Linked DNA regions of Rattus norvegicus: region 2 is linked to region 1. Evidence: chromatin contacts called from public Hi-C data. All regions are on one chromosome and are shown on one strand. The core of a region is the stretch at or near the end of the contact, and the rest is flanking DNA. Distances in the headings are between cores, read along the strand shown.

Region 1 (5,875 bases), core at 2,380-4,879:
AAAGCCCAGGTTAGACAGCTTAATGAGACCCAGTTTCAAGATGCAAAGCAGAAGTCAGAGCTGCCCACAGAGCCCAGTCATGCAACACTTACCCAGCATGCACAAGGTGCTGGGTTCCATCCTCAGCACCAAAGAAAAACAAGGAGGAACAGAACAAAAATGGGCAAAGGACACGAGCTGATGTTTTTCTGAAGATGTGCACATGAATAAAGAGCCCATAAAAATATTAATTACCACTAATCACTAGAGAAATACAAATCAAAACCATGGTGAGCTATGTCCTCACAAGCACCTGTGATAGTTGAGTAAGAATGGCTCCCATAGGCTCATAGATTTGCATGCTTGGTCACCAGGGAGTGGTACCATTAGAAAGAACATGTGGCCTTGTTGGAGGAAGTGTATCACTGGGAGTGGGCCTTGAGGTTTCAAATGTTTAAGCCAGACACAGTGGTTCTCTCTCTCTCTCTCTCTCTCTCTCTCTCTCTCTCTCTCTCTCTCTCTCTCTCTCTCTCTCCCACTACTGATTTTGAATCCAGCCTCAAGCTACCTCTCCAGCACCATGTCTGCCTGTGTGTTACTCTGCTTCGAGCCACGATGACAGTGGATTAAACCTGTGAACCTGTAAACCTGTAAACCAGCCCCAATGAAATGTTTTCCTTTATAAGAGTAACTGTGGTTATACTCTCTGTTCACAGTAATAAAACCCTAACTAAGATATACCACCATAATGGCCACTGTCAAAGAAATAGAAAACAACAAGTGTTAGTGTAGAGGTCAGGGAAGCTGGAACCCTGTGCCCAGTCAGTGGGAATGTAAAGTAATCCTGTGGCATTACCCATAATCAGAGCAGCATTGTATTCAATAACCAAACAGTGGAAGCCATCTAAGTGCCCACTGTCAGATGAGTGGGTAAACAGGATGCAGTGGGCTGTGGTCAAAAGGCAATAGAGTATGACTCAACCACGAAGAAGGAAATTCTGATGTTTGCTAAAGTATGGATGAACCTTGAGGACACTTACTAAATCTTGAAATCCAGTTGTAAGAGAAAATGCAAATGTGAGGTGATTCTATTACTGTGGAGCATCTAAAGTTACCAATGTCATTGTCACAGAATAGTGTCTGACAAAGGCTGAGAGAGGGAACAAGGGAGAGCATTGTTTGATGTGAAGAAATCAACTGTTTTGCAAGCCTAGAATGTTCTGGAGATAGCGTTTGTGTGGCAATGTGAACACACTTGACACTTCTGACCTATCCACATACAATGGTTCAGACAGTAAGTTTTATATTATGTGCTGTAGCCACAATCAAACATTTTAAATTGCTTTAAGAGAAAAATCCACTTCTAAGAGATGAAGTAGAGTTGGCCCGCCTCCCATCTCCCTGCTCAGACAATGAAATATGTCCCATGACATCTTGTCCACTCTTAAAATATTTTCATGTTAAAGAAGGAAGAGATTGATGAATCCAGTGAAGAACAGAGTTGGTTGGCAGAGATAATTAAAAAACAGGTTGAAAAGGCCAACCCGACAGGTAAAAGGGGTTTTAATTGCCCCAGGCAGGACAGTTCACACCTTTGATCCCAGCACATAGGAGACCTAGGCAGAAAGATTGTGTGTTTGAGTCCAGACTGGGTGATACAGTGGACCCTGACTAAGTAACAACAATGAAAGAAAGGAATGAAAGGAGGAGAGGGAAAGAAGGGAGGAAGGGAAGACAGAGGGACAAATGATTGAAATATATGGATAGGTGAATGATGATCATATATACAATGTTCAAAATCCACACTGTCACTACCTCCATGGAGCCACCCTCTCCCTTAGCTGTTCAGTTTGCTTCTCCTGTATTATTTACAATATTATGATGCTAGCTTATTTTTTATAATGACACAAAACCAATGCCAATCTGTCTTTCAGACAAATGTCCTTCACATCTTAGATACCAACACAAGTCTATTCTCGTCAGGAAAAAAAAAAAAACAACTCTTCAAGACCTTAGTAAAACATGTATGTATTTTATGTGGGAAAAAACCCTGAGAGCAGCATGAAAGTTAAGTATGACAACTTTGTTATTCAAAATGGTGACGTTAGGCCATTGACATCACACCTAGAACACTTTTCATGACACTTACCTCTATGGTTAGGAGAACACAATGCCAGTGAAAGAACTGGGAGGATACCACTCCATCTGAGCTGGGCGAAGAGCAGGACCGATCACAGAATTTCACTGTCCCTGGAGATTGAGCTTATGCATCATATGAGCCATGTATGTGATGTTATCTCCTACAATCTACCCTTCCCTTTGGCACACGTTTGTTATTGTTCCATATGAAATGCCCCCAGTGTAATGTAATTCCCCACATACAATGTCCAGCCCAGTTATTGGAGTCTCTGGGTCAGGAAGTCCCTCCCTCCAACTTCTTTGGTTCTGTTTTTCTGGGGCTGCCCTAAAGCTGCAGTTCAGATGCAGGCTGAGCCAGGCACGTTGATTCATACCTGCCATCCCAACGCTGCCAGTTCAAGGCTGGGACGAGAGGGTTGCTACAAATCTGTCCTACATAGTAAGCTCCAGGTCAGCCAAATCTGTAGACAGAGACCCTGTCTTAAAAATCAAACCAAACAAAGCAAGAAAAAAAATCAAGCCAACCAAGATAAATTAATTAATATGTACGATGAACTGTCCAAGTTCAACTGGGAGGGGAGAGACTTATTCCTTAGGTGGCTCATATGTTGGAAGGATTTATTTCTTCAGTGGCTGTGGGCCCAGAGGAGTGCTGGCGGTAGTGGTGTCAAGCTTATTTGAGAGTTGGCTTTACCAGGAGAGGAGGGGAAAGCCTGAGAGTGAATCACTGTGGATGGAAGCCATATCCTGTGATACCTGCCCTAGGATTTGGGATTTGCTTTGGCTCTTTGCCGTGTTGGAGATGGAACCTAGAGCCGTCTCCCATCTACTAAGTAGTCACCCCAAAGTATCTGAAGCCATCTCATGCTGAACAGGCATTAAATTTTCTTTTTCTGTTTCTAGAAAACAAAACAGGACCAATGAGTAGCAGTCTCTGGACAACATGAGGATGAGTGTCAGTGGCCCTGGGATCAGGTCCTTCAGTAGAGGTTGTTCTTCTTGGGATGGAATCGTTCAAGTAGAGGCTGGTCAGCTGCAGACAGGACTGTGTGGGGCAGAGCTGAAGCCCTTTTCTTCCTCCTGTAGCTCCCCCACAGGGAAGGAGTGCAGGCCAAAAGGAGCCAAATGAAAGAGGTCGTGATGTATCAAAGGTCAATGGAAAGCACGATGTGATATCACAGACTTGTAACCCCAGAATTCAAGAGGCTGAGGCAGGAGGATTACCATAAATTCCAGACAAGCTGGGATATCTAGCAAGACCCTGTCTTCAAAGACCAAACCAAATAACCAAACCAAACCAAACCAAACCAAAACCAAACACACACACACACACACACACACACACACACACACACACACACACACACACACACAGAGCTGAGATGAAGACCAATCCCACACAAAGCAGGGGTACTTTGGTAAGTATGTAAAACTCTGAGGGTGAGGTAGTCAGAACCGGCCTGTCTCACCTCCCTTGTGTAGGAGGCTAAGTCTTCAGGCAAGTGCAGTCAGGGGAGTCATCCCCTCAAAGACCAGGATGGAGATGGTCTCTTGCATGCCCCAACCTGTATCTCTCTGGGTTGACAGGGCTGCTTAATATTCTGACATGTGAAAGTTTGTCTCCTCAGTCTTACAGTGATGTAGGTGCTTTTTAAGGCACTGGGACGAAAAAAAAAAAGCAATATTTGCATTGAGGAAAAAAACCCTCACATTTGCAGAAGTGATCTGAGAAGTCCAGATGGCTCTTCAGAAATGACTTGTTGGGTAATTACATAATATATTTACATAGTTCAGGAGACATATGTTGAGTGGTGTCTCTCCCAGATCTGAATCTTCTACTTACACTCCTGACTTTATTACCAGCCAATTTCTTTTGGTATTATGGTATATATTTAGTATTGTGATATGTATGTGTACCACCATTATGCCCAACATGTGCGTGCATGTGTGTGTGTGTGTGTGTGTGTGTGTGTGTGTGTATGCTGGGTACAATGATGGTAACCTCAGCATTCAGGAGGCTAAATAGGAGAATCCTGAGTTCAAGACCAGTGTGGACTACCCAACATGACCTGACTTTGTAAGCAAAGACACAAAAATATATGTAGCATAGCTGTAATGATTAAATTACACCCTCTACAGCTGTGCAGGCAACAGCACAACCCATCTGCAGAATCACTCCATCTTCCCGGCTGAGACTTTAGTAGGGGATTCCATCCCCCTTCTCAGCCTCTAGTATATTCTAACTTATTTCCTGTCTCTATGAGTTTGACTCTTCTGGATGCCCTGTGTATAATGGATAACCCTGGCTGTCTACTTTGCTGGTTCTGGAACCAATTAAGATACACACCTCTGGGTGGGTTTGAGAAGCTATCTCTTGGTGGTGGCCCAGACACAATGGAATTTGAGGGACAAACAGGGATGCTTTGGCCTGTCTGCTTTCCCTCCTTGCTGGTGAGTATGTATCTTCTCTCAATGCTACAGTGCTGTCTGCCATTCTTTCAGCCAACAGAACACAGCTTCTCTGGCCTTCAAGCATGGATAAAGGACCAACAGCAATCAGGACTCCTCCAGACCATTACTGTCAGATTGACTGAAAAGTCCAGCCTCATGGATCAAAGAGTTGCTGAATTTTCAGCTTCTACAGTCAGGAGCCAGCCCCTGTTGGACTACCCAGTCGACGAGTTAACCAACGGACTAAACTCCTTTATATGCATTCATTACACCACTTCTCTTCTTCCGGAGAAACCTATTTAGTGCACTATATAAACGGAACCCTGAAATATTTGTCTTTTGTGTGTTGCTTATTTCACTTAGCATAGTATCTTTAAATTTCACTCAAGTTGTGATGTGTGTCAGAATTTCTTTACTTTTCAAGGGCAAATGATGTTGTGTGTGTGTGGGGTACACAATATAAACATGTCATAAATAGAAAAATACAGTCATATTTATCTTTCCAGTCACTGATGAGCATTCATGCTTTTCCTACCTCTGGGTTATTGCACATAATATTATGAACATCAGCATAGAAGTATTCATGAGTTCTTGCCTCCTATTGTTTTATTTAAATACCTAGAAATAGAATTCCCTTCATTGTAGAGGAATATCAGTAGCCAATTTTATTAGTTTCTTTTGTGTTACATAGACTTCTGTGCATAGGCAGCCATTTTGTGGCTATCTTTGGGCTCGTAGTGATGCCTCATGCAGATAGAACAAAACTGAACTTTGAAGATATTTCTTTATTTTATACCAGAATGCCATAATAGATTCATATACACAAAAGTATTTCTGGATATTCCACAGTCATATACAAAGAGCTTCCTTTTTACCATTTTTTTCTCTTAACGTAGCTGTATAGTTGTTCACTGAGGGGCTGCATTATAATTTAAGTGAATGACATTGTTGGATAATGTCTTAATCTTTTTCAATCAAACTCATAACAAAACCATGCTAACACATGATTGTGCAAGTATGAGACACATGTAGCACAGAATCCTGAAGATGAATCACTAGGTCAGCAGATAAAAGCATGTTTCCAAATACTGACTGCTGTGTCAATCAGCAGGCCAGCCCTGCAAGGGACCATGCCAATCTCTCTCTGTGTCATTCTGGTTTTTGTATATGTGCCACGGAAGTAAACATGTTTTTAATTTTGGTGTTGGTGAGTTGCTTTCCCTAGGAGAGATAGAATTAACAGTACTCTTTGGCAATGAGTCAACTCTGTCCTCTTATGGGTTTACCATGGGCTTTTCGGTTTGGC
Region 2 (5,875 bases), core at 1,108-3,607, 160 kb after region 1:
ACTCCTTCCTTCTGCTGGCTCCTAGTGGCCCTAGTTTAATCACAGCAATGCTATAATCCCTGCTTCCACTTTCCTTACTATTTGTGACTTTTTTCCCCCTCACCTTACAGTGAATCTGGACTCTGGACCCAAATGTGCCTCTCTTTTCTCACAGAAACCCCAGTGGTAGGAGGGATGTAATGTCTACTCCAAGCCCAATGCAATTCACTTCAGGATGCACAGCACATCACATAGGCGAGGGTCTTAGTTCCCACTAAGGTCCCTTTCTGATGGTCTGGGAGTTTGTGAGCGCCGGAGGATGCCCTTCAGCTCAATGACCGTCTCAGCAGGAAAGACGCCAGTCAGGTGCCCTTCTCCCTTCAGATAGGAGACTATTGAGCAGTGGACCCACAGAATTGGAATTTCCCCCAGAAGAAGGAAAGGGGGGAAGAAAAGACTGGGCTCTACTGCCAGGCATAGGGGAGCTTGTCTTCCTGGAAGAGACTTCTGTCAGCATATTGACAGTTTTCCAGATAGTGGAAACCAGGAGCCACGCTCCATATATTCCCTGCCTTTCCCAGCTCTTGACTATTAGGCTATTGTGTTGGCTCATTGAGGGGTGAGCAGAGATGCTTTTCTTGTTAGAGTTGTGAGGCCTCGGGCTTGTACCATAAAAGTTCTGGTGACAACAGTGAATAATTTCGGCTTAATAAATGAGAGACTGGGGATTTAGAAGTCATAGATACCAAAAGAGCTCTTAACTCTTTCCATCGGTCTGTGATGACTCAGAACCCATACAGTGTGCTCCCCATTTAAATGGACATTTGCTGTTTGTCATTCTGGAACCTTCATTCACCATCGCACAGAGAGACTGACATCATTATCTGGTAGCAAAACACCGCTTAAGGTCAGTAACGTTGATGGATTTTTCTCAATGAAGAATTACGCAAGAGAGAAATGTCAGACAGAGCTGTTTCCTGTACACCATATGATTTTCTTAACAAATCCTGCTTCTGTCTCCTTCATGACGACTGGAAAATCTAATCCTTCCTCTGTGTCTTCAACACATTAGACGTTTTTCTTTCAAATCTTTTAAGCCAACATGTGATGAATGCCGGTTTAGAGAAAAATGGTATCACTGTGGAAACACCTGCTTTTCTAAACCCAAGGAACGTTAGCGAGTGAGTTAGGGGCAGTGAAACAGCTCAGCAAGGCACTCTTGTATGGGCACCTGGGTAAGACCATCAAAGAAAAACAACGTACCCATCAGACACTGAAGACAGCCTGGCAAAGGAAACACTGAGGGCTGCTAAGGGTGGCTATGGTTTGGGTGTCACCCAAGAGTTCATGTGTTAGAAAATGAACCCCCAAATTTGCATGTTAGTGGTAGTAGTCCTTTGCGAGGTGATTAGGCTAGATGACATGAGAGGGAGGTCTGCATGGTAACTTTACTGAAGGATGAAGACTGAAGATTCCATGCCTCAGAATTGACTATTTGATGGCCTCTGCTCTATTAACATGGTGTGTAGAGTCCTCCCCAGAGGCAGAGCAGTTACCAATGCCACATTTCTAGATTCCCCAGACTCCAGAACCTTGAGCCAACTAAGGTATTTCCCTTTCTAACTGACCCAGTCTGTTACCCTGTTACGACTGCCATGTTCCATGGATTTCCATCCAACTTTCCTTGTATTTGAGCAGCCACTAAGGAGCTTACAGGAATACAATTTCCCAGATGCTCCCTTCACCCCACCCCAGTTCAGAGATTCTGAATTTGTCTGAACTATGAACCCCATGCTAGGTGTTTAGCCCCCCCTTCTAGATAGTTCTAATATGCAACTAAAGCTGGAATTCCCCGCTGATGTTTAAGAATCTTGATTTAACCATCATGGAAAGGCAGCAACTAAGTCTTCAAGCCACTGCCTGCATCCTAGCTGCCTTGAGCAGCCAATGCCAAAGCAGAACTGGTGACCTGGCCTCTTTGGGGACACAGTAGGAGTGACTTTGAGGCACAGTGTGGGGCCAAGCTCTGTTAGAGGTTTGGAAGCATCTATAGAGATCCTTGGTCAAGACTTCCCACTGCTCCCTGTGACCATGAACCACTGTGCTTTGCTAGCATTGGACACCAGGCTGTGGGCACCACGGTGGTGGCACCCGTGGGAATACTTTTGACATTCCACATCAGCCCTTCTCTGGGCCTCCAGCCTGCATATTTGAGCTTTGCCAGACTCTGTCATCACTGGGGCCTATTCTTTTGAATGAAATTGCCTCCGACATGCACTTGAATCTGATTGGTGCTGTTTCTCTGCAGAGTCTGACTAACACTCCCGAAGCGTTGCTCCTTGCTCTCCCTCATTCCTCTCAGTCTGCCTCAAGCCTGCTCTGTGCCCACACTCCCTCCGTCGGCCCACTCAGTAGCATTCGCCTGCAGTCCCTGTGACTCATAGGCCTATATTAATCCTGCGGCTTCCACTTGCCAAGCTCCCACTCTCTCTCCTTTCTTCATTCAAGAGTCTCCCCAGATCTCACATCGTCCAATCAAGGAAACAACAGCCTGTGCCTCCTAGAATGAACCAACTGGTGGAACAGAGTTAAGGAAGATCAAGGGAACAGATGAGAGCTATTTGAAAATTAATTTCTGAGACTGTTCCACATACAACCCTAATAGAGTTCCAAGAAGAGATACGAGCTGATTGCTTCATAAGACACTTTGTCACCACCCACGGCCTGTGTCAATCTTACCTTCCCAAATGGCTAATGGAGCTCCTAAGCCTACAGCCCTGGGCGAAGCCTTCTGAATGGGTGCTAAAAGCCATCGTTCTGAATGGTGATGGGCTGAAAAGACAAGCTTCCGTTACCATCCTCCTCTCGGGATGGTTTCCCTGTGTAAGGCCTGGAGGAGTCAGGGAAAACTCATAAGAAAGGCATCATCATGGTAGCTTCGCGGTAGGATTCGGGTCCTATGGTACGCTCAGTGCGAGCACTTCCTAACATCCACAGCAAGGAGCACCAGCATGTCTGGGGATGGTCCACGAACCCCACCTATGTTTAGAGTCAAGAAGGTCATTATTGGCTGGAGTGGAAAAATAGCTGTAACCGGAGCAGAGTAGTTACTTTAAAAGATGTCCAAACTTTCTCATTGCCACCCACATGCTGCAGATGACAAGGGACCCAGACACCTCCCCTCCCACTCAAATACCAGGAGGAGCCCTTGTAATGCAGCAGCCACCAAAGAGACCCACTCCTAATCGTTATTACCACGCTGCAGAGCAGGTGGCCTTGCGGGTCCTCCAAGGAGCTACTGTCCCAAACACCCTGAATGACTTGAGGAAAAAGGGATGTCCAAAAGGACGGAAAGCCGGCTTGGCTAATTCACTTTTTGTGGGCTCCTAAAATGTCAAGGTGAAAAACACATAGACTCCCTAGACACTCTAAATCCAATTAGTTCCAATTCTAAGGCACTTATAGTCATAGGTGACTCAGCCCTGCAGAGTTCGGTCTCTTCTTATGCAAATTGGGAGCGAACCGTCAGTTTTCTGCTGGTTACCGGGAGAATAGATAACAGAAATAAGGAACTCACTCTCAGGACTCGCTTAATAACATTCTCGTCCCCGCTCTCCTGGTCCAAGGGCGCCATTGGTGCAACGAGGAATGGTTTTCTTGGTCATCACTTGCAAGCACTGGTAAATTTGGTGTTAAAGCCTGGCACACAAAGGAGCAAGGTTGACCCCAGGAATAAGATGTGGGTGGGAGGAAAGAAAACTCGCTCAGTATCAGCACAGTATTCACCAAGTCAGCAAGAGGCTCCCAAATCACACCTCATTATTAATATATTAATAGGATAAAAAGAAGGTAGCACAAAGGCAACAAATATCATGATTGCCATGAACTCCAGCAACTTTAGATTTCAGTGGCTTTTCACCGAGCACTGAATTTTCAGTAATTAACTCAGCTTCAATACAGTCACCTAAAGGGAAGAGGCTCGTTGTCACATCCTCCCTCTTCCCACCCAACATATGGACAACGTTTCCAGGCAGCTTCTGCATCACAGTGCACCAGAAATAAATTCAAACAGCAATTAGGAAAAGACAAGGAGGAGGGCCCGCTCAACATTTGCAGATGGAGTATTTGTTTAGCTTCAATCTCCCATCTTATATTAAGATGGCTTGGCAGGATGTCTTTACAATGGTTGCATAAATTCAACAGGGAGGAGGGAAGTTGCCTCGTGTGTGTGTGTGTGTGTGTGTGTGTGTGTGTGTGTGTCCTTCTGGGCTTCAATTGTGTTTTTCTCTTCATTTAGTTCTAAACCTTCCATTAAATGAGAAGATGAGAGCCCCCTGGTGGCTGGATTAATTCTTCATTTCTTAGAGGCATTGAAACACGTTACCTTGAGCTGTAAAATTCCTTTGCCTTGTTTTGTTAGCGAATCCAGTTTGTTACACGGGCTATGCCGCTGGTGGTATCACGCCTCGAATTTCTTTGTTGTGCATCCTCTGCACTTAGGCAAATAGTCAAAGCACCTTCCGAAAAAAAAGACCACTTCAGTAATTGCCTCCCAGATGTTTATCTAACACTATTTATTGGCTGTCGGACACCAAAGTCGGACACCCTACTACCTAAAAGAAAAAAAAAAAAATACAAGGAAATTTAAGTCACCTTTGGCCTTGAGAAGCTTACATCAGAGAACAACAGAAAAGAATGGCCTTGAGGTTTTTAAAGATGTTTTCCCTATAAAACTGACCTAGTTCGTGGAGTGAATAAGTGTTCTTATTATTACACCTCTAGGCTCCCTGTCTTTCTCCATTTCCCTAAACTCCTATCCAATCATGAACAATTTACAACCCACTCTCCTTTCTTGCATTGCTGTTGACATAAGCTTCATTAACTCAGGACACCATCATTTCAGATCCTTCCAATATATGCCTTAAACTTTTGGGGTTTGACAATAATTTTGAATGTATGCAATGGACCATTTCCCAGAGGTTCACGGGTTGGAAATGCCCTATGTCTAATGATACTGAGACATAATGGGACCATAAAAACGTGAGGCCTGATGGGAAATAAAGCTATGGGATAAAATGCTCAATAACGTATGGGTGTCTGTCTTAGTCAGGGTTTCTATTCCTGCACAAATCATCATGACCAAGAAGCAAGTTGGGGAGGAAAGGGTTTATTCAGCTTACACTTCCACATTGCTGTTCATCACCAAAGGAAGTCAGGACTGGAACTCAAAAGGGTCAGGAAGCAGGAGCTGTTGCAGAGGCCATGGAGGGGTGCTGCTTACTGGCTTGCTTCCCCTGGCTTACTCAGCTTGCTCTCTTACAGAACCCAAGACTACCAGCCCAGGGACGGCACCACCCACAATGGTCTGGGCCCTCCCCCCTTGACCACTAATTGAGAAAATGTCCTACAGCTGGGTCTCATGAAGGCATTTCCACAACTGAGGCTTCTTTTCTGTGATGACTCCAGCTTGTGTCAAGTTGACACACAAAACTAGCCAGTACAGTGCCCTGTAGAGACTGGGCTAGTTCTCTCAGGAGCTAGACTAACTCTGTGGACATGCTCATCCTCCCTCTGCTCTGTCTTGCAGACGAGCCTCTTTTGCTTGTCCTTCCCATGGTCAGCACAGACACATACTCAGAATGTAGAAAAGTGACTTCATTAGAAAGGCTTTCTTTCTTTTTTTTTTAAATCCAAACCTTAGTCCACCTAGTTTCCTTCTTCCAAGCAACTATAAGCCTACGTGAGTTGATTGTACTTAAAGAGAAACCAGTAAGCTCTTTAAAAAATGATGACTGCTGTCTGGTTACTTCTACTCTTCTCTTTCAATGAGCATTGCTGACAATTGTAACTCAATGTAAAGCAGGCGACTTCGTCATTTTTTAAAGAACTACATAGA

What was found. A called contact is a pair of places that touch in the nucleus more often than the background predicts.
Region 2: a contact with region 1 is called in a Hi-C map of frontal cortex, with 3 times the contacts expected there. The contact joins two enhancer-like sites. A contact is called at or near these places in 2 of 12 Hi-C or Micro-C datasets (frontal cortex and kidney).

The regions. Positions count from the first base shown.
Region 1 is chr17:23,050,237-23,056,111 of GRCr8, forward strand. It overlaps LOC134482771 (a long non-coding RNA gene), which reads left to right. Exons shown (of 2, transcript XR_010059320.1): 2 at 1,914-2,262. Among named protein-coding and RNA genes, the nearest start is that of Adtrp, 83 kb to the right of the region's middle. Within about 2 kb of position 3,630, at least 3 of the 93 cell types and tissues checked have an H3K27ac peak or open chromatin away from gene starts, as enhancers often do.
Region 2 is chr17:23,213,039-23,218,913 of GRCr8, forward strand. No RefSeq gene overlaps it. Among named protein-coding and RNA genes, the nearest start is that of Adtrp, 80 kb to the left of the region's middle. Within about 2 kb of position 2,358, at least 35 of the 93 cell types and tissues checked have an H3K27ac peak or open chromatin away from gene starts, as enhancers often do.